Regions from separate parts of the Mus musculus genome. Here all the other regions are linked to region 2. A link is a contact called in public HiChIP or PLAC-seq and promoter capture Hi-C data. All regions are on one chromosome and are shown on one strand. Each heading gives the region's core, a stretch centred on a gene start, on an enhancer-like site or on the middle of the called end of the contact. The rest is flanking DNA. Distances are from core to core; before and after follow the strand shown. Region 1 holds the start of Tkt (transketolase). Region 2 holds the start of Chdh (choline dehydrogenase). Region 3 holds the start of Prkcd (protein kinase C, delta).

Region 1 (3,469 bases), core at 896-3,395, 540 kb before region 2:
ATCTCAAGTCTTCCCCAAACACTTTCTGTACACGCACACACTCTTTGCACACACATTTCAAAATCATTCTTGTGACAGGGGTTGAGGAACAATGCTACTCCCTTCTGAAAAACAAGATTTCTCCAAGTAGTATTTTTCTGCAAGGGAAATATATATACCGAACTGGCAACCCGTACACTTAGCCTTTGCATGGGATACCCACCACTTCCATTTGTACACGGATTCTTTCAGAGTTCAATGACTGCCTAAGGCTACAATGTAAACAGTGTAACTCTGTAGCCACCTTCAACCTTTTCCCCTGGAGACCACCCCTGCTTTGGAAGTTCCTAAGAGCCATAAATGTTACTTAGTTTCTCTTCAACTGAACTTGGCTTTCCCTGCTCCTCCAGCCTGATGCCGCCCATGTGCCCAAGAGGACTTTCTGATAGGCCAGGCCCCCAGCAGGCAGTACTAAATAGCCACTGATTACCAGTCTGGGGAAATCAACGTACTACACTTCAGTGTCTTCATGTATAAACTGATTATCAGAATGCTACCCCAGGACGCTGTGTGGCCCAGGAATACCCACTTAGTTTCTCCCTGATCCTGGAAAGGTCTACATGCGTATCCAGCATTGTAGAATGTTCAGCTGCATAGGTACCAGCCAGTCAACTACTTTGACCCTCTGATTAGACTTCAGACCTGGAGGGAGATGTAGGGGCCAGTAAAGAACAAGTAATAAACGATGTGGATGTGAAGACCTACTCTGTGCTAGGTAGAGAGGACAGTGTCTCTGCCAGACACTGAGGAAATCCAGAGAAAAGGAAGTCAGGTCTCTTAATTGGGCAGGGAGCACCCTCTATCATAGGCAGCAATCTAAAGCCAAGACAGATAACAGGTCCAAAGTATGCATGGGAAGTTGGGTGGCAAAGGGTTCCCAGTTCAAACCTTCTGAGGACATCCCGTCTTAAAAGCACAAGGGCTAAGTAAGGAGGAACCCACGGTAAAAGGCAAGAGAAATGCACTCCTTTAATAATATGTTCTGTATGGAACTGGCCAAAATCCAGAATCCTGGTCTTTGTTCTAAGCTCACAGTTTGTCTGGGTTCCTAAAATCTCCCTCCCCAGAACCCCAAACCATTCCAAGAAGCCCAGATCTCTCTGTCTCAAGGTCTCATACCAGGCCCAATGGAGACCTTAGAATTTCTTGAAACCACCCAGTGTGCAAACACCGTTAGCCCAGAACTTCCTATTTCGCGTGGGCCTCGCCCCTTCTTTCTACAAGCTCCCTTCTCCCCAGACTCGCACTCCAACCTCCTTGCTCGGGTCTAAGCCTCTCTTGGTGTTGCATCGTCACCTCCCTGCCCCCACCCTGGAGTCTTCAGCAGCACCGGGACCCCAGCCCACACATAGCAGGAGAGGCAAGAAGTGTCGAGGAGGGGAGCGTGGTTAGAGATGCAGAGAAGGGTGGGCCCCCAGTCTACTGCAAAATGGTGGGCTCTACACACATTCTCTGCCTACATTGCAAGGGCTGAAATTCCAGCTCTCACTGTGACTTTGGACAACTGATATAAAGCCGGAATCTCAGTTTCCCCATCTGCAAACCAGTGGAACCAACATGCTGGTGGAGAGCTGGAGCCCACACGTGCTCAGGTTTCTCCCGCCAGCAGTCATGGTGGCCTCCGGGTTGCAGCCGCAGAGCGAGGAGGCGCGCCCGGGCGCAGCGAGAACCGGGAAGCCCGGGCCGGCTGGAGGTGCTCGCGAGACCTGAGGCCCACGCGGTCGAACCCGGCCGCTCCGGAGCAGCGGAAGGCTCCGCCATCTGACCGCGCCCTCGTGGCGACATCGTGCTACGCGACACGGAGCCAGGGAGGCCGCGGGACCCGGCTCCCAGCCCCGCCAGAAGCGCGCGCTCACCCTGAGCCTGCCGCGGTGGTGGCCTGGATGGAGCTGATGCGCAGGCGATTGGCTGTGTCCTTCAGGGCCTGGAGCTTCTGCTGATCTGGCTTATGGTAACCTTCCATGGCGTGGTAGGACGAGGACGAGGACGAGGACGAGAACGCTGAGGACAGAGACACAGAGCCAGCAGCGGCTCAGGAAGCGACCAGCAGTGACCGAGGACGGGTGCTGCGGGCGGGCGCGTTAAGACTCCTTAGGACCCGCCCATGGGGGGCGGGGCGGAGGTGGGGCGGGGCGCCGAATCACCCCAGGCCGACGAGTGGCCTCTGGCCACGCCCCGCATTTAGTGGACTCTCGGAAGTCGCCAGGCCTGGGGGCTCTCTCCCAGCACAGTGCCCTGTTGGAATTAATCACACACAAACAGTAGCAACAAAGTAACTTCGCCACTATTCCTGGTTCTAAGCATGGCTCAGAGTTCCGCGGCTGACTTGGGTAGGACTGAGAAGAGAGATACTAATCAGTAATTGCACTTTTCTAAGGAAAAGGTTGAGGCTTGGCAAGGTTAGATTGAGATTACAGGGTTGGTGGGTAGCGCTGCAGCAGATTATCCTCAGTCCAAAAAGATCCCAGACATGAGAATAAATATACACTGCCAGAAACGGTAATACTGAGAAGTTACTAGGAGTATGCTGGTCTCAGACTACTAGAGCCAACGGACAAGAGTGGATTCAGAGAGATTACTGGGTTTGCCTCTGTAGAGACAGTTAGCACCTACTGCTCTTACCAGATCTGGTGGAGCTGAGAGGACTGAGCAGCTGTAACAGAAAGCGTTGCCTTCACAGTCTCGTTGGATCTGTCTCATTGGATCCATGACACACACTCGGGTCAATACCGTTTCCAGAGGCGGAGGTTGTTGCAATTTACAGAGAGGATATAAAGGCAAGCCTGTGAGTGGGTGCTGGGCAGAGGCAGAGGAAGGCACCAGTACAGCTTTGGTCCAGGTCCTCTCTGTGTCCTCCACAGAGCTCAAACTCAGAGTCATGAGACAATGGGCCCTGTGCAAGTGAGCACCCCTCCCCCAAGCGCTCCCTGCCTGGCCTGTTTCCCAGGTGTCCCAGTGAGACTGCCAGTGTGGTTTGTTACAGCCCCTGGCTTCTGCTGGCTCTGCCCAAAGAGGCTGGCCCTCCTAGTGCCTGACTGCCAAGGGCTGGACCTGGGACTGGAGTGTTGTGGTCTCGGAGTGTTCCACTATCAGATCCTTGGCAAGGCAAGTGCCACCTCTGTCCTCTGCTCACCAACAGGTCAAGGAGGCAAACAAACCTCAGAAGCCTTTGGGCCTTCCAACCCCATGGACCTGAGGGCAGTGATTATTAGTCCAGTTCTTCATTTCTCCACCTGTCCAATGACACTGATGTTAACTTCCTCTTCCTCCTCCTCCTCCTCCCCCTCCTTCCCTTCTTCTTCTTCTCCTCCTCCTCCTCCTTCCTCTTCCTTGTTCTCTTCTTCTCCCTCCTCCTCCCCCCTCCTCCTCCCCTTCTTCTTCTTCTCCTCCTCCTCCTTCCTCTTCCTTGTTCTCTTCTTCTCCCTTCTCC
Region 2 (3,227 bases), core at 183-2,682:
TCTGCCAGAGCAGCCCAGGGACTGGCACTCAGCTACTCACCGAGTAAACACGTGTTGGCAATCGGCTGTGACTTGCTCAGCTGAGAGGGAGTGCTCTCTACTTGCTCTGCACAGCCCCATGGGCTGTTTTTCAAAACTGGAAACTGATTGTTATCTAAACATCTGCCTGGCTCCTCAGCCCCATAGGGCAAAGTTCTCAGATAGAAGCTGGAAAACAAGGCCGTCTCCATTTTGTCTTCCCACCAGGGCAGGTACTCTGGCCTTGCATGTTCCTGTCACAGTGCTCAGCTCCATGCCAAGAGCATGCACCTTTGCACCCTGGTAGCAGGCAAGGGTTTACCGGTCAGAAAGGCTGCTATGAAAGCTTATTGTTCCCAGGAACCACTGAGCCTGAACGGCTCGCTGAGGTTGAGTGGGAGCCCAGGATGGCCCAGTTCCAGGCGAGGGTGGGGCTACAACCTCCCTTCTGTCAATCTCCTTGGTCAGGCACCAGAACAAGTTTCTCAGGAAACTATTCCTTGCAATCCAACAGAGGCTAGGGACGGAGCCTTCTCCAGGTGAATCAAAACCAGAATCTTCACCTGAAGTCTGTCTCACTGATGAATTTAGTCTGTATCCCAGTCGGGCTTCAGCAAATACAGCCACTTGACTCCACCCAACCTCTTAGCAGGGAGAAGCAGGACTTGTGCCTGAAGCTCTCTCCAATTCCACTGTCTACGTGTCTGGTGAGCCCAGCTCTGCTAACGATATAGGAAGGGCTGAAGCAGCAGAATTCCAGGCTCTGTAGCCCTTTCTCTAACCCCAAATGATACTGGGCTATCCCCCTCTCAAGCCATTTCATCTCAAAAGGATGGTCCCTGGCCCACCTTCCCAAAATTAAGGTCCGAGAGGTGGTGGAGAGTCGGGCAGATCTCACTCAGGCAGAAGCAGCACTGCCAAATGTCAGAACCTTAGCTCGGAACCCACAGTGCTGAGACACCAGCTTCGGGACCCCAGATGTAACCGCCAGGCCTCATTCTATAGGAGTACACTTAACCAGAAAGCCTGAGAGGCCAGGGGTGGAGATTCCTATCACTGTTACCTTGTAACTGTTAAGTTCCTGTCGCTAGTTCTCTCAAAACCCAGAAGGTTTCAGTGGCTTGAGCCCCTCCGCTTCAGGTCCTCACCCAGCCTAGGACCTGAAAAGCTAGCTACTCACCCGGGACAACTCCGCACCTGGGCCAGGACGCGAAGGACAGGAGCCAGGAGAGCCGAGAAGGCAGTGGCCGCTGATCCTCGCCCGCTGCTCTTTAACTGGCGTCCCGGGAGTGCCGCGAGCTGCTCCGTCTGGCTCCAGGCGCGGGTGCGGTCGCCCCACCTGGCCTGCGGCACACACCTGTGCGCGGGGCTCGACACGCCCCGCGCCTGCTGGAGCTTCAGTCCTCCCGGGCCTGAGTCATTCGCACCCCGCCTACCCCCGCGAGCCCCGAGGGCGACAAGGCGGCCACTTTACTGTCTTGGGACCAGGCCAGCGCCGGCTTGGGCAGGGCGGTACTGTGGGAGGCGGAGCCCGGAGAACTGCGGCGGGCGCCTGGATAAGAGGACCCTGGACCTCTGGCCCCAGCTCCGCGTGGTGGTGGGCGGTGGCCAGTGGCCGGGCCATGTTGCTAGTGTTGCTGATCTTGGCTGCATCGTGCAGGAGCGCCCTGCCTCGAGAGCCGGTAAGCATCCCCCTCCATTGTGGGCACCCTTTCGGTTCCCATCCGTTTAGCTGAACCCTGACAAGCGACAAGCGCCTGAAAACCTGCCAGCTCAACTGTCAAGGAATTGTCCATGAACCATCCTTAGAAAGGGGCCAGTTTGCACCCCTGAGCTAACCGCGATGGGTCTTGAACTCACACCACCCATCTATTGCCATCCTGGAAGGTATCAGTTGTCAGACTGCTTCCCAGGGGAATGAGGTTTAGAACTGTCACAGATGCCACCTGGGCATTTGAGTCGTAGTATTCTCCTCAAAAAGAAAAAGGGTGGTACTCAACTCACACAGGTATGCCTTGTCCTGGGTTAATGATGACAAACAAGACAGTACTGCTTACATCTGTGCTGCCCACCTCTTGGGTCAACAGACAGCCTGCATCAGTTTGCTTGCTTGCTTTTCCTTTCTGTCTAGGGCCATGTTAACTCCTGAAGGCAGCTTTCCTTTCTTCTCCAGTCCCCATGAATGAAAGAATCTTTCTAGGAGGGAAAAGCGCATCCTCAACAAGGCATTCAGATGCAAGCCCTGCTCTCTTCACACATTGGAAGGCATCCTTGGTGACTGTGGAAAGTCACAGCTTATTTATGGTGTCCTGAAGCCCTTGCCGTCTCTGTGCAAGAGAAAAAAACTGTCCTGGGGGCAGCTGTGAAGAACATTGAATGAACTCTGCAAAATGTAGAGCCCTCACCTGGCTTTTCCTACACACCTTGTCTTGCTCCCATTCAAGTAGAACTTGGTTCCTAGTAGGTGGCTCATTTGCTTAATAAGAGAATGTCACAAAGCAAAGGACAGTGGATGACATCATCCAAACCCCATTTGCTCCATCAAAACCTCTGCTTTCTGCCTTCACCAAGGTTTTGGAAATGAGAGAGCTGAGATCTTAAGAGTCCTTTGGGTTTGTCACATTGTGTCTTGCCACTGAAGATTACTGACAACTAAAATAAATGTTTTAGGCTCAATATACTATTTCCAAACTAGTACTCTTCCCTTTTAATGGAAACGTCAAAGGGTTTAGTAACTGGCCTTTCGTAGACAGTAGGGGGGTTTTACTTTTTTGAAAGCTGTTTTAGAAAGATGAGGTCACTGTCCCCAACGGATTTCTAAGTAGCTCAGCTGAGTTCTGGATCATTCAGAAGTATGATATGAGCTTGTGTGTGTGTGTGTGTGTGTGTCCTGCGGGCTGCAGTCATTGCTCCCCGCTTTCTTCTCCTCTTTGCATAGCCAATCTTTAATTTGAAGAAATTAATAAACATTACATGGTCCTGAAAACCAACAGTTAAGCATTAGATGATACAAGTGGCCTCACCGTGGCCCTCAGTAATCCGAGGCAGGGAAAGAAAGCATGCATGAGGCCTACCTGGTCTTCAAGGGGGTGAGCAGCTGCCAGAAAACCAGGTGTACCAATGGCTAAGCCAGGGCCCATCACAGCTACAGTGGGGCAGCTCAATTCCCCTCAAGTTGGAAAGTGCAATCAAACTAGCTCTTTTCTTTT
Region 3 (3,018 bases), core at 91-2,590, 620 kb before region 2:
CCCACATCTCTGCCAGGGTCCCCCATCCCTGGAAGTTTCAAGCCTCCACGGGTGGGGCAGCACTTCTCTTTTTATTTTTTTTATTTTTTTATTTATTATATGTAAGTACACTGTAGCTGTCCTCAGACACTCCAGAAGAGGGAGTCAGATCTCGTTAAGGATGGTTGTGAGCCACCATGTGGTTGCTGGGATTTGAACTCCTGACCTTCGGAAGAGCAGTCGGGTGCTCTTACCCACTGAGCCATCTCACCAGCCCCTGCAGCAGCACTTCTCTTGATCTCAGTCGGCAAAGAGCTGTCTAGACTTCTATTCCTTCTAGGTAGTTTTCCAGAAGGAACTTAGGTATCTTGGGCTATTAGAACCCTCTTGTATCCTCCCAGGAAGAGTTCTCGTTTGTTTGGTTTTGTTGAGACAAGGTCTCTCATGAACAGGCTGGCGTCCACACTCTATTCTCCTGCTTTCTCCCCCTGAGCACTGGAGTATTATTCTGAGCCTCCATCTGTGGTTTACTCTGTGGTGGGGGTCAAACACAGCGCTCTCTGCGTGCTAGAAAAAACGATCATCTGCCCAGCCCAGGAAGTCATTTCTTTGGGTAAGTATAATGTAACAGCTTAGTGTTCTGGGCTTTGGGGACAGAAAAATGGAGTCCCTGGCTCCCATTTGGTGCTCAGACTTTGGGCCCAGGGGACCCTTAATGAGTGAATGAGTTACAGCTGACAATCAAATCCCTCTTATGAGCTTGACTGAGCAAGGGGAGCTCTGAACCGTGGGCTCAGGAAAGACAGTGAGATGGGGGCAGAGGCAATTCCCACAATTGTCTGAGGAGCAGTGCTGAGACAAACTGGCTAGAACCTCTCGCCCTGGAGACCTCCCAGCTCCTTCTCTCGGGCAGGACTGGAACCGGCAGGCCTGGCGGCGTGGCTCTGCTCAAGCCAGCAGGAAGAGGAATGAGGCCAGGCAAGGCGGGCCAGCTGGCCAGTGGGGAGTCCCGGGTGTGGGCGCAAGTAGTTGGGGAAGCCCCGTCGGTGCCTCCTGGGCTCCATTGTGTGTGCAGTGCTCAACCCCACCCCCCAACTTGGCCTCGGAGTCCTCCTCTATAAATTAGTCCCCTGAGATGGGATGGCCTGCGTGCCACTGGCAGGCGAGGCGCCACAAGAGCCAGAGACGGCTAACAGATCTGGGGACCCAAGGACTTGCAACTCAAAGAGGCTGAGACGCGCTGGACCCCCAGCTCACGTGGGCGGAGCTTCGAAGGGGCGGGCGCCCGTGGGGCGGGTCCTGAGTGGGGGCGGGACCGGGGCCGGCACCTGGGTGAGGTCGCGCAGCCCCTCCCCTTTGCACTTCCGTGTGCCGCGGCGCCAGAGCAGGAGGCGGCGGCCGCGGGGATCCCGCGAGCGGCCCGTGGACATCTACCCTTCGAGCCGGGACCCGGGAGGTCCCCACTGGCCTCCGGACCCGTCCGGATCAGACTTGTGCCTACCTCCCCGTCCACGCGCATCCGGGAGAGCCGCGCCACGAGACGGACCCCGGCTCGCCGGGACCCCTGGCGCCTGGCCCTGCGTCGGGAGGTGAGTGAGAGCTGGGCCCGGGCGCGGGGTCCGAGTTAACTCGAGGGCGCAGCGGCCTTTCTCCCCCTTTTCCTCGCCCGTAGTCTCCATTCCCCGCTTTCTTCTCTGGCTCCTGGTTCTGAAACTGAGAAACTGAGCCAGGAGCAGCCAAAGTCCCGCCGAGCACGGAGACCCGCCGGTGCCTCCATACCCTGGTCGGTCTGACCCTCTCTTCGACGGCTGGAGCCCAGGCCCGACTACTCCCAGCATCTTTAACCCCCTACTCCACCCCTGTGTGTCTTTATCCCCGCCGAGGGACCGTCCGATCTTCTCAAATCTCTCAGGGGACTCTGCACATTCGTCGGTCCCCACCCCCTCTTGCCTGGTCCTCTGCTCCCAGGCCAGGTCTGTTTGCCCCTCGCCGTCCGTGTACTCCGTCTCCCCACCCCCACCAGATCCGCCGTCCCCTCGACCCAGTCCTCCCAGAGCCGCACCCCCAGCCCACGCTCGCCTGCCCCTGCCAGTCCAGTCTCCGGTCCTTTTCACCACCGGGCGGAGGGCGGGCCGCCTGTCTCCCTAGCCTCCAGTGCTTGGGTCCCAGGCGGGCGGACTCTCACGGCGCCGCCTCCTTGCCCTATCTCTTCTTTCAGTCTCGGTGTCTTTCTTGGCTTTCCATCTGTCTCTGAGCTGGGCGTGGCTCCAGCCTCCACCATTCCCCTGTCCTCTCTGATCCCCCGTGTCCCTTCTCCGGGTGGTCTCTGCCTGGTGCTGTCAGTCTCTGTCCCACTGGAGAGACGCCACCCCCTCTGGGGGCCCAGTAAGGTGATGAGGACAGCAGTGACGGGAGTGCTCTGCCCTGCCGGCTGGCAGTGGAGAGGGAGCACCATCACAACTGCTCCCACTTCCCCAACTCTCTTATACAGGGGAGGGGAGAGAAGGGAGCCTCACTCAGCACCCCACTCAAACCTGGAGGACTTAGACTGAGTGGGGGAGATCCCTTTTTCCTTTGGCCGCTACCCTGGGCCCTCGGAGGAGTCTGGCTTCTGTTGCTGTAGTATCTGTGTCTGGACTTGTGAGTATAGTGTGTATCTTGTCTCTTTGTGTATTATTTGTCATAGTGGGACTTCCCCTGTGAATGTGTCCTTTTTCACGTGTGACTTGCATATACTTCATGGCTGTCTGTGTGTTCTGAGGCTTGGTGTGTGCCCCGTGCAACTTGGTAATCATGCCTTGTATGTAGAGGCTTCCCCTGTATATTTTGTGCCTTGGCTTGCTCATGTCTCTGTGTCCCTGTGTGTTCCAAAGGTCTGTGCATTATATCACAACAACCCTCTGGCCAGAGTACATTCATTCCTTTAATTGTGGGAGCCCACGCTATCGGTGTGCCGACCCCCTAGGCTTGTGTGTAAGCGTGCCTCTAATCATATTCGGTTCTTCTTCCTCTGCTACTGATCCTCTATGACCAAGCTGA

Evidence for each region. Promoter capture Hi-C pulls out the DNA fragments that hold promoters and counts their contacts. HiChIP or PLAC-seq counts read pairs in DNA pulled down with a chosen protein or histone mark.
Region 1: a contact with region 2 is called in a promoter capture Hi-C map of embryonic stem cells, with 4 times the contacts expected there. The contact joins the promoter of Tkt here to the promoter of Chdh in region 2. A contact is called at or near these places in 9 of 39 promoter capture datasets (the C10 cell line, the HPC-7 cell line, HPC-7-derived erythroid cells and 5 more), 1 of 484 Hi-C or Micro-C datasets (nephron progenitors), 8 of 115 datasets of contacts at active chromatin or transcription factors (the SCID.adh cell line, T-cell acute lymphoblastic leukemia, extraembryonic endoderm stem cells and 5 more) and 2 of 9 other capture datasets (liver and pancreatic islet).
Region 3: a contact with region 2 is called in an H3K4me3 HiChIP or PLAC-seq map of forebrain, with 3 times the contacts expected there. The contact joins the promoter of Prkcd here to the promoter of Chdh in region 2. A contact is called at or near these places in 1 of 39 promoter capture datasets (frontonasal cranial neural crest) and 4 of 115 datasets of contacts at active chromatin or transcription factors (the SCID.adh cell line, forebrain, kidney and 1 more).

The regions. Positions count from the first base shown.
Region 1 is chr14:30,547,807-30,551,275 of GRCm38.p6, reverse strand. Tkt (transketolase) reads right to left here and starts at 2,145. Exons shown (of 14, transcript NM_009388.6): 1 at 1,896-2,145. The coding sequence starts at 2,002.
Region 2 is chr14:30,007,205-30,010,431 of GRCm38.p6, reverse strand. It overlaps Chdh (choline dehydrogenase), which reads right to left and starts at 1,432. Exons shown (of 8, transcript NM_001136240.1): 1 at 1,199-1,432. It overlaps Il17rb (interleukin 17 receptor B), which reads left to right and starts at 1,536. Exons shown (of 11, transcript NM_019583.3): 1 at 1,536-1,700. The coding sequence starts at 1,641.
Region 3 is chr14:30,624,530-30,627,547 of GRCm38.p6, reverse strand. Prkcd (protein kinase C, delta) reads left to right here and starts at 1,340. Exons shown (of 18, transcript NM_011103.3): 1 at 1,340-1,568.